Linked DNA regions of Mus musculus: region 2 is linked to region 1. A link is a contact called in public Hi-C data. All regions are on one chromosome and are shown on one strand. Each heading gives the region's core, a stretch centred on a gene start, on an enhancer-like site or on the middle of the called end of the contact. The rest is flanking DNA. Distances are from core to core; before and after follow the strand shown. Region 1 overlaps Erc1 (ELKS/RAB6-interacting/CAST family member 1). Region 2 overlaps Erc1 (ELKS/RAB6-interacting/CAST family member 1).

Evidence for each region. A called contact is a pair of places that touch in the nucleus more often than the background predicts.
Region 2: a Hi-C map of liver shows a contact between it and region 1, with 2.7 times the contacts expected there. The contact joins two enhancer-like sites. A contact is called at or near these places in 1 of 484 Hi-C or Micro-C datasets (liver) and 3 of 9 other capture datasets (adipose tissue, liver and pancreatic islet).

What each region holds. Positions count from the first base shown.
Region 1 is chr6:119,582,897-119,588,802 of GRCm38.p6, reverse strand. The region is part of intron 20 of Erc1 (ELKS/RAB6-interacting/CAST family member 1); the gene reads left to right. Among named protein-coding and RNA genes, the nearest start is that of Wnt5b, 42 kb to the right of the region's middle. Within about 2 kb of position 2,977, at least 57 of the 459 cell types and tissues checked have an H3K27ac peak or open chromatin away from gene starts, as enhancers often do. A contact at or near this core is called in liver and pancreatic islet, where this site is marked.
Region 2 is chr6:119,735,970-119,741,875 of GRCm38.p6, reverse strand. The region is part of intron 13 of Erc1 (ELKS/RAB6-interacting/CAST family member 1); the gene reads left to right. Among named protein-coding and RNA genes, the nearest start is that of Erc1, 110 kb to the left of the region's middle. Within about 2 kb of position 2,680, at least 16 of the 459 cell types and tissues checked have an H3K27ac peak or open chromatin away from gene starts, as enhancers often do. A contact at or near this core is called in liver and pancreatic islet, where this site is marked.

The sequences.
Region 1 (5,906 bases), core at 1,728-4,227:
TGGAGCTACTTCAGAGCCTAATTGCTGTTGGGCCACTGTTTCAGGGTTTTGATTTAGCTGATTATTATACCAGCTTTAGAAACTATAGTCTGCATTCCAAATAAGCCTTGGAGTTTTTGCCCTAAGGTAAAAGGTGCTGCAGAACTTTACACCCTTGAGTTACCCAGCACTCCCTCAGGGGACGCAGGCTGCTGGTTACTTCCACCCAGAAAGTCAAGTGAGGTACATTCACTTAACAGGGCCTTTCTGAAAGAGTTGTTATAGTCACAAAGCCATAACAGCGTCATTTCTGAATACAATCAGGAACATTGTGGGGTGGATACAGTGATGGTTCTCTTACACACAGCACAACAAGTGTCCTCCTGCTCTTCCTCCCTTTAGTGCAAAAGGCTACTAGGCACAAAAGAAAATGCTGAACATAGCATATGTTCACTGTTTAGCCCTAAAGATCAAGTTCTAGTGAATAAAATTTGTCATGGGGTCCTTATCAGTGAGAAATAATGGTTTTAATGTTATCAGACTAAGTCTTGACTTTTTAAATCAAACTATGAGACTGTGAATCTGAGCCAGATTTCAGACAGATCTTATTTCCAACTTGGCAGAAAAGCATGTGATGTGATGGTGACTTTAAGCTAGTATGATGGACCAGGCATGTTGCCCACTCCAGTGATCCTAGCAAAAAAGGTTAGTCTTGTCATCATAGCACGCACAGTGTTAAAGCATCCTTCGTCTCCAGATTCTCTGACTTCATGCTATTTGATACATGTGGAGTCTGTGGGATTATCTCTCTACATCTGCAAGGCTGAAGCAAAACCAAGTCTGATCAGCATTCATTCCTAAGGCTAGTGTTTCACAAATTAAATCCAAAATGCAGCAAGCAGGAGGAGGAAATCTTGGGGAGATAACGTACGGAGTCTGTGGCTCCTGCTGATGAGACCCAGAGTAGGGGCAGTGGAGTTCTCATGAGCTGAAACTTCCTCAGCTAGGAAAAGCTTGTGGCTTCCAGCTGGGTCTCATCCTTTGACTCATTTGATAAGGCAAACCAGCAGTGGGCTTTGCTTAGTCAGATATCATAAAGTCTAGAAAGAATTTGAAGAGCACCTGTCTCCAGACAGCTGAAACCAAAGAGGTGAAATGCCTCATCCAGGATGGGAAAGCCAGGTGGCAAATGAGGCTCCTGGCTCATGTATTGGCCACTACTGCTCCTTGCAGCCTAGGAAGTAAATCCTCCCAGTGTGTCAACTCCAGCAGAAACTGGCACTTTGAAATGCAGAACTTCTTGTCATGATGCTGCTGGTGTAGTCAGTGCCAGCTCAGGCTGAGTGTGTCTCAGGGTGCTGCAGTTGAGTGCACCACCCAAGCCTGTGGGTCCTTCTAGAGACAAGGGGAGAGTGGATGAATAATAAGGAGAATTGGAGAGTTTATTTAACCCCTTCACTTGTTCCCTATGGGACAGAAGGACCCTGGTGTTCTGCCGTAAGTCCTATGAAGTGTCATGCAGCCATAGGCGGTGGTCCACAGACACTGGGGATAATTGCTCAGGGCCACATGCAGCCTTATCTGGGCTCTGGTTTGTTTGGACTGGCCTACTAAGGTTACATGCAGAAGGATAATTCCAGGGTTTCCCAGTCTCCCCTTGCCTATGCAGCTGAATCCCTCCCTGCACTTCTCATGAAGGCCAAGCACACCTTCTCTGTGTCTGGCTCCCTAGAAGGAGACTGTAGAAGAAAAGCTATGTCTGTTCTCCTACACATGCTTGCATTGTCTTCTCGGGTTAGGCCAAAGCTCTGTGAGTATGCTGGAGGTCTGAATGCCGTGGCTTCATCATGTTTCTCAGGGAAGTGTGCTCATAGCATGGAGAGCCTTAAGTATTCATTGAGCCAGATTAGACTGGAACTATCCCTGGAGTTTCTATCCTATCTTTCTTGACCTGTGACAAAACTTCAAAAGTCTGAGATTTAAGAGATTATAGGAATATTTTTCTTTCAGCCCCTTAAGGAGCTTTCAAATCATATCCCATACTTTCTTCCCTTCCACATGCAAAAATTAGTAACATGCAACCCTACCCACATCTATCTCCGTGCCAGCTGAGTCAGACACAGGCATTCTCTATCAGTGTGTGATACTTATGTCTCACCACTATACATGATCATCCATGAATGGCCATGTTCATTCAGGGACCACTTAGAAAACCCTCCTGACAACAAAGGTTGGTCATTATAGACACCTCCCATGATTCTGTTTTACTGAACCAGGAGTTTGTACCCCACTAAAGGATCATCATGTCACTTTCTCTAGGAGTAGCCATTGGGATAATATATCAGGCTTGCACTAAAATTAGAGGGAAACTCAGCAGGGTGACCACGGGAGCCTTTTCAGTCTTTGCCTATCACTGACACTAACGTGGGATCCCACATGTTGGGAAGCACAGTTCTGGGACTAGGTGTGTTGTGCACATGCCACAGTGGCTGCAACACTCCCCTCTCTCTTCCCTTCACTTGGCCAGAGACATCAGCTGGACATGGAGTGGGCCTCATGGGTTCTGCACTTACAGCTCAGCTGCAACAAGGCCTTATTCTTACCACCCTGGCAGCTTCAGCATTGGATTTCCTAATCCATTGTTTGGTTTGGGGGGAGGGGCAGGAGGGGAGGCTTCATCCTTTCCCTTTTGACAGTCTTTGTTTCTGTGAGCCAAACTAAACACATGGGGCTGGCCAGCCACCCTGCCTGGGTCTGTGCTCCCCAGAATATTACTATTGTTGTGATAGATGTCTTTAGCAGGAGGCAGGTTTCCTTACATTTTGAAAATGGTGTGCAAGTCTCAGTTCATTTCACTTAGCAGATGATTGAAAGACAATCTGAGGTACTGCCAAACAAGACTTTTAGAATTCTAGATAGTTGGCAGTGTTTGTTTAGGCCATGCCACTGCAAGCCCATATAAAACAGATGTCACGTTTTGCAACATGTCCTTGTGACTGTCTGCCCCTTGCCTCAGGACGATGCTTCTGTTCAGTACGCCACCAGGGCCGACTGGCTTGTTGTTCGAAGGTGACAGTATGCCACAGTTCCTTGAGTGTTCTAGGGACCTACCTTTATAGGAAGTGATTCCCATTCTCTTGGCCCTTCAAAATGAGTGCATAGGACACCAGCCAAGCAGTGCGAATACTCTGTGGAGTTTCTTCTTTTCCCAGTTTTCTCTTTCTTAGTCATGAGTGTTGCTGTGCTCCTCCTGTCGTCTCGGTCTCTACACACATTCAGAAGAGAGCACTCTAGCAAGACAGACTCCCATGAGAGAGACGGACCTGGGAGTTGTTAGTGGCACAGTATCACAGAGGGGACACAGATTATCTCACCTAGGGACAAATGTCCTAGACAGGAAAGCATTTTAGACGTGTCTGGCTCTAAGTAGGTCAGAGAGTAAGACATTTAGTATCTTAGCAACACTTGCAGATAGAGTGTGCATGCATCTGGAAACTGTAGGTCTGACTTCTGACCCAGGCTGGCCTCTGGGTGATGCATGCTAAGTTTCCTGGAGTGAGTATGTTCACCAGCCTAGCACCCTTCCACCATACCGCTTCAGGCCTTTGTCTCACCTGTAAGGTAGAGTCTGGAACCAGGGATCACCATGCTCCCTCTAGGCTGTAAGTTGAGATTTCAGAATCACTATGCTTTGACTCCAACATGTATAAGCCTCTTACTTTTGTGATTAGATGTTTGCCTGGCTCCGGTAGGGTGGGAAGGACAGGAAAGGGACAGAGACCGGGAGATCCAGAGTTTGACTCCTCAGTGTTTGATTTCACTCATGACTCAGGGCTGCTGTGTTTTCAGTGCTGTGACAGAGGAGCTCTTTATTTGGTCTTAGGTTTGACTTGGGGGAGGATGAACCTTTAAATGGAACCCAGGGCCTTGGGCGTGCTAGGCAAGTGCCCTGGTCCTTAATTTCTTTTCAACCTTTGAAACCAAATTATACAAATAATGGCAATCTAACCTTGAAAAGCATTCATCCAGTACATGATTAACAAATATTGTGTTCTAAGAATAAAAATCCTGGAGATGATCCTGGAATTACATGATTTTCATGCTTCACAGCATGAAGTACTTGCTGTTTCTGTATGAGGAAGGAGAAGGCAGACATTCCTTCATCTCAATGCATAACTAGTACTTTGCGGGGCAGGGAAAGGGTGTCATTTTTAACCTGTGGGTGGGGAAGCTGTAAAAGTCTTCGAGATTAATCTGTAGCTTTCCTTGCCATCAATGCTAGTAAATCCTACAGTGTGAAAACAGTGACCAGATTCCTGTAGGAAATGGCTTCCTAATTGAGAAATCACTGTGCTCTGAGGTGCCCCCAATCTGGTAAGCTTTATGGTCTGTTCAGAATAGCAAAGTAGCAAAATACATTGCAGTTTATTCCATATGTTTGAGAAATTGAAACTGGGAAGCTCATTTTGTGTCTCCATAATTCCTAAACTGCTGCTGGTTTGGGTTATGGAGCTAGAAAGTGTAGCCAAGACAGGGCAATTTCTACTTGACCCACCACTTCCGGGCCACCACCCTCATTAGTTTTACAGCTCTGACTTCAAAGCCTGTGTCCTAGGAGTTAGCTGGTTTGTTTTTTTGTTTTGTTTTGTTTTGTTTTAAAATACTCAAGTTCTTGTCTGCTTAAAGCAAACTAAGCATTTCTGTGTAATTTTGTGCCTACCACTAAACCATCTGGAAAAGGGACTTAACTAAGTCATGCCAGCCATTTACATAGTTTATCGAGAGACCTCTGTGGCCATGCCTTTCATACCCATCAGAGGACCTCTCTTTGACCTCACAGCAGTTTATCTTGAAATGGAGCCAAATCTACAGAATACTCAACTTTTTTCTTTTAGCTGTCTTTTGTGAGGCTATTCCGGGACTAGCAAACACAGAAGTAGATGCTCACAGTCAGCTATTGCATGGATCACAGGGCCCCCAATGGAGGAGCTAGAGAAAGCACCCAAGGAGCTAAAGGGATCTGCAACCCTATAGGTGGAACAACAATATGAACTAACCAGTAGGCCCGGAGCTCGTGTCTCTCTAGCTGCACATGTATCAGAAGATGGCCTAGTCGACCATCAGTGGAAAGAGAGGCCCATTGGTCTTGAAAACTTTACATGCCTCAGTATAGGGGAACACCAGGGCCAAGAAGTGGGAGTGAGTGGGTAGGGGAGTGTGGGGGGGGGGGTATGGGGGACTTTTGGGATAGCATTGGAAATGTAAATGAAGAAAATACCTAATTTAAAAAAAAGAATCTCTTACATTTGGGTCTCTGGTGGCTCTCAGTTGTATTGTGTCTTGTCTGTGGCGAGACATACAGGTCCTGTTCTTAAGTCATAGCGTACGCTGAGCAGATGTTCTGGGAAGTGCTCCCAAGGCAGCCAGTTTACCACAGCTGTTCTCTCTTGCTCCATCCATCCCACTTATGTTTCTTATCATTGCACCATCCATGTCGGCTGGCCTCTGAGTTACTCAGCACGGAGGCTGGCCAACTCTATAGCCAACCCTTCCCAACAGTACCTATATTTGATGGAAACTTGTAGAACCCCATCTCTGCTCCTTTTATTTGCTGAGCCTCCCATCTGTGACAGCAGCTCTGTGCTAGAGATCAAGGCACCTCTTTCACTGTACTTCACATGGCAGACTGTGTGCATCACCGTGAGTGTGCGCATCCCCATAACTGTGCGCATCTCCATGACTGTGCGCATCACCATGAGAATGTATATCAGTGTGATGGTGTACATCACCATGAGTGTTCCACATGGAATCACTGCTGCATTTGAGACTCTGCTCAGGCCCCTTTAATCACATTATTACTTCAAGAGTGTCCAAGCGGGCTGGTGAGATGGCTCAGTGGGTAAGAGCACCTGACTGCTCTTCCAAAG
Region 2 (5,906 bases), core at 1,431-3,930, 150 kb before region 1:
TTGTGTGCATTTTCCTTCATGTTGGTCTTTTCACATCTCCTTTGCCATAGCATGTTTGTATGTACACACTTACATACTTTTTGAGGAGCTTGAAATCATCAGTACTGCACTTGCACTAAGATGCCATACTTTTGAAGAATGTTATCCTACTGTTTCAACAAAGACATTTCTGAATAATATTCCTTTCTTGTTTGATTTTTTTAAATTGAAAGACTTCATTTGAAGTTATTGTTTTCTGTTGTATGCAGCTAGCTTTAAAAATGATTCATTTTTAGCTTAATACTGTGTGTGTGTGTGATGGACACGTTGCGAAAGAAAATAAGAAGTAGGGCTAAGTTAAACATAGAAGATTGAAAATTAGGAACACTGTGTGAGAGGGAATGTGTGAGGTGTTTGTCTTTCTAAATCTGATGTCCTCACTTAGTATTTCTCCAGTCTCATCCATTCTCTGCATTTCATGATTCCCTTTTCCTTATAGCTGAGTACTGTTCTGTTGTATCTGCCACATCTTCCTTACCCATTAATCAGGTGATGGGCATCTAGGTTAATTCCATTTCCTAGCTATTGGGAATAAAGCTGCAATGAACGTGAGTGTGCAAGCATCTCTACCATAGGACGTAAGGTCCTTCAGGTCCATGCCTTCGAGTGGGATGAGTGGGTCATGTGGTAGCTTTAAATGATCTGCTTCTTCCGCGACTTCATTTTTTAATACATTGGAATACATTGTATAATTAGATAGAGGTGTCCATTCTTTGGTCATACAACTTTGTAATATTGTTTGAAGACTACAAAATTTCTTGCTTACAAACAGCTACCACCATCACCAGGACCATGACCACAACCACCACATACTCAAAAAACTTCAAAGTAACAAAATCCCAGCCCAATTGGTCTTGCCTCAGCCCTCTTTGGTCAGAATACTTATTGAAGGCTTCTCATCTCGATGGGAATTGTCTCTGTGCTTATATTTAACCCAGTATCTTGAGCAGAAGTGGCTTTGTACTGTATCACGGTTTGCTGAGAAACTAAGGTAGATTTTATTTCCTTTCAGTTTTGGATTCCATTTTTATAAACTGAGCAGGGCTTGTTTTTGGAGTTGGTCCATGTACTCTCTCTGAGATAGCTGGGGTTATTTCAGTCTTTGTTCCCAGACTTAGTGCTGGAGAGTGTGCCTGTGGCTGTTGTATCTGACTGAGGTTTGCTTCTTGTATGGCCCTTCCTTTGTTTCCTATATGTTTTTCTTTTGTTTGTTTTATCCTGTTCCTGTTCCGCTGGGGTTTATGTATCTTAATGTTGCAATGTGCATGTTCTCTCTGTATCACTGCCATTCTCAGATAGCCAGTCTTTCATAAATAATGCTGCCATCACCAGGTTTCTGTGTCTGCATCGTTCTGGGTTAAGTGTGTGTATGTAAGGCTCAGTCTTCTGAGCAATTGTTGCTCCTGTTGCTGGATTTTACTTGATCACAATTACAGCCATCAATTTGAGCTATACCTCTTATATGCTCTCTGCTTTAAATACAACCAGCCTGCGCTCTCTCTTGCTAGGTTCTATGTGCTAGTATATTGCACATAGTTAGTTTTTTTTCTCTCTCTTGCACAAGAATCTTTGAGGTTGATGTTTCTATGTTGGGACACTTGTATTTGGAGACACGATCTCATGTAGTCCAAATTGGTCATAAACTTGCTGTGTAGCTATGACTTTCTGATTCTTCTGCCTCTATTTCTTGTGTGTTGGGAGTATAGTTGTATGCCATTCCTGGTTTATGTAGTGTTAGAAACTGATCCTGGGGCTTTGTGCATATTAAAAAAAAATCAGTCTGCCATTTGAGTTGCATATCCATTGTGGGATACTCTTTTAAGTAGCCCCTGATAGATCTGCAATTCCATCTTGTACTTTAGCATGTACAATTTACTTCTAGAAGGTATTCAACACTGTTTAAACTGATGAAATTTAAACAAAAGAAAATTCTTTGATTTTCGTATTACTTCTTTAACTTTAAAAAGTTATCAGAATTATTCTTTGTGGATGAAGGTAATAAATGAACAGTTCCTTTCCCATGTTGGTTCTTAAGAAAATTGTTGTGTTTCTTAGAAGATGTATTAATGGGATTCTTTCGATTTAGTGTAGTAACACTCTTTGACCAACTACAGTTTTTCCAGTTGAAACTAATCACTTACCAGTTCACTTTCAATAAGAGAAATGAAGGTGTCATAGGAACAAGAGGGGTAGATATTAAAAAAAGAGATTGTCTTACATGTTTGTGATGATTTTAGAGGCTGGTTAAGCAAGTCTGAAATCTAGTTCCAGGAATGGAGGTTTATAATCTGGATGGCATTTGTAGAGGCACAAGCCAAAGCAGGGCTCCTTTGTCTCTCATGTAACCTCAGCCCTGTTTCCAACACCTAAATAATTCATCGTGTTCACTCAGGTAATATCCCCTAGTATAGTGACTAGTGTGTGTGTATGTGTGTGTCTGTGTGTGTGCACATGTCATACATGGTTACACCCATGTGTGCCAGAGTTCAATGTCAGGTGCTTTCCTCAATCACTCTTCACCTTATTTTATGTGACTTTTTATTTTATCTCATCGAACCTGAAGCTCTCTGGTCAGCTGGCCTCACTGGCCAGAAAGCCCCAGGATCTGTGCTCTGGCCCTCATGTTTGCATAGCAAGCACTTTGCTGGCTCGCTGTGGCCTTGGCGAGTTAATGTTCATGGAAACCACCATTCAGTGGCTATGGATAGTCTCCATAGAGAAAACAAAGTGAAGAATAAGATGTCCTAGTCTGAATAAATAGATTTAGATTACCTCATGCTTTTCCTCTCCATTGCTGTGATAAAGCACCCATCCAAACCAGCTTGGTGCGGAAAGTGTTTATTTGGCTCCCTCTTCCACCCCATAGTTCATCATTGAGGGAAGCCAGGGCAGGAAGTCAAGCAGGAACCTGGAGGCAGAAACTGAAGTAGAGATATATCAAAGAGGAACACTGCTTTCTGGCTTGCTCTCAGGTGGCTCAGTTTCCATTCTTATACAGTCTAGGGCCACCTGCTTGGGGGTGCTACTGGCCACAGTTGGCTGAGTTTTCTCATGTCAATCATTAATCAAGAAAATGCCTTACAAACATGTCTATAGGCTAATCTGGTAGAGGTAATTCTTCAGTGAAGATTCCCTCTTCCCAGGTAATTCTAGTCTGTGTCACATTTGGAAAAAACCACCCAGCATACCTCTGGAAACTGAATACTGCTACTAAAAATGTGTCTTCTATACTTAGCATATTAGTTTCCATATAGATCTATAAATAATAGGCTTGTCTATGGCATTTCATGCCAGCTCACATCTAGTGTCTCTTGGTCAATCTCTTGGTCCTACTCTTTCCCTACTCCTTCCACTCTGTGGTCTCTCCAAGTCCTAGCACTGGGTCTGCTCTCCAGCTCTGCCCACTTAAGGGATGTGAAAGCTGATCCAGCCATGTTTGTTGTGGAATATGACTTGAAATTTGCCAAGATGTCCTGTCCACCCTATACCTGGGTTTGCCCAGAATATCATTTTTAGGTTATAGACAACTTATTAGGATTTAGCTTCCTGGATATTTTTGTCTCTGACTAGAGAGGAAGAATATATATCTGTGACCTCAGAGGCGTGTTCCCACATCCTAGCACAGTGTCCCCACTCACTTACCCTGCTACCTCTTTAATAGAATTGACAGTAAAAACAATCTCTAGTTTTCAGCCACACAGAGCTGGCTTTCAGTTGACCCCAGCACATGTGGAAGTCATAGGTCATCTTCCCTTTTGCTCTCTAATAATTTTAGTTTTTTGAGACCAGGAAAGTCTTCCATCAAACCTGAGGCTCCAAATTTGGGCCAGGGTGGTTAGCTGATGACATGCCTGTTTCTGTTCACAAACAATGCGGTTACAGATGTGTGTCAGTATTCTTAGCTCTTACAAGGGCGCTAGTGATATGAACTCAGACCCTCTTGCTTGTGCAGCAAGCTTCTTACCCACCGAGTCATTTCCCAAGTACCCACCTTCTTTATTTGAGTCTGAGTCTCTTTGAAGCCCTCCGCAGGCTTTGAACTCTTGATCTTCCTGCCTCAAAACTACAGGTGTGAACCACTGGCTTCTTTTTCTCCCCTCCCCTCCCCCTCCCCTCCCCCTCCTCTCCCCCTCCCCTCCCCCCTCCCCTCCCCTTCCCACCTCCCCTCCCCCTCCCCTCTCCCCTCCCCTCCCCTCCTAAATTGTTGATCACACATGAAATTTTATTCATTTACTTATTTACTTTTTGGTCAGATGTGAAGATAAAGATTCAGTCCACCATGGCAGGGAGCCAGGGTAGTATGAGAGGTTGTTCACGTTGCATTGGCATTTATAGAGCTGATAGAAAGAAATATTGATTCTTTGCTTTCTTTTCCATTTTAAAAAAACATCCTTCTGCTGAAGGGGTTTGCAGCCCCATAGGAGGAACAACAATATGAACCAACCAGTACCCCCAGAGCTCCCAGGGACTAAACCACCAACCAAAGAGCACACATGGTTGGGACTCATGGCTCTAGCTTCATGTGTAGCAGAGGATGGCCTAGTAGGACATCAATGGGAGGAGAGGCCCTTTGTCCTATGAAGGATCTATGCCCCAGTGTGGGGGAATGCCAGGGCCAGGAAGCAGGAGTGGGTGGGTTGGTGAGCAAGGGAAGAGGGGTTTACATAGGGGGAAGGGTGTTTTTCAGAGGGGAAACCAGGAAAGGGTATAACATGTGAAATGTAAATAAAGAAAATATCAAAAAAAAAAGCATCCTTCCTTCCTTCTTTCCTTCTTTTCATCTTTTCTTTTTTTTCAGTCTGTAACTCTAACCTATGGATAGATCTTTCCTTTTCAGCTAAACCTTTCCTCACAAACATGACTGTAAATCTAATCACATTGACAATAAAGATTAACTACTATCATATGTCTACTCCCTTGTCAGTTTAAGTATATATTTAAAATCAGAATGTTCCATCCCTGTTCTTCAAAGGCTCATGAATATCTCACAATGCAGGATACTTTTATTTTACCTATACTAATGACCAAAATCTCAATAGTTCTAATATTGCTCAAAAGTCCTATGTCCAAAGGGCAAGGTAGCTCAGTGGACAAAGGCTGCCAAGCCTGGCAACCCGAGTGAGACCCCAGGATCCAATGGTAGAGGGAGAGACTTCTGCCAGTTGTCTTTCTTCCTCCATACATGTGCTATGGCACACACATGTGCACACATAGACAGACATACACGAATATTTTTTAATGAACCAAAACTAACTATAAAGCCCCTTGAACGTAATATGGGAAGATGGACTAAAGTAACACTGAAACCCATTTGCACAAACACCAGATGTTACAGTTCTATTTGTTGCTGGCTTGTGATGGAATCATTGGGACTCCCACAGCCTTAGGTAGCCCCACCCTTTAGCACCCCTACTCCCCTAACTACACTCTGCCTATAGCTTTCCTCAGTCTAAGTCTCACAATCCTGGCATCTTAGATGTCTTGGAGTCTCCATTCTAACTTGCTTCCTACCTATATAGCTTCCTCCTTTGTCCTTTTAAGGTCCTTCTGCAGGCAGTCCAACTCTGCTGTATACTGTCCATCCTCAGTGTTTCTCTGGCATCTTAGTGCAAGCCTCTAGGACACTACCTCACTTGAATTTTGTTTGCCTGGAAGCCACATGGACAGTGATGCCAAGTTCTGCTGCACGGACAATGTGTAGCTCATCCATGGCTCTAACGCTTCTGTGTTTTGGCAGCTGAGCCTGGGAAACCATTTCCCTAGGTAGCTGTTATTCAGTCCTTTTATTTCCACTCTCAGTTCAGTCTCCTCCTTCAAATGAATGCATTTTTGCAAGCTCTGGAGCCTTAGATAGTGAGGTCTTATCC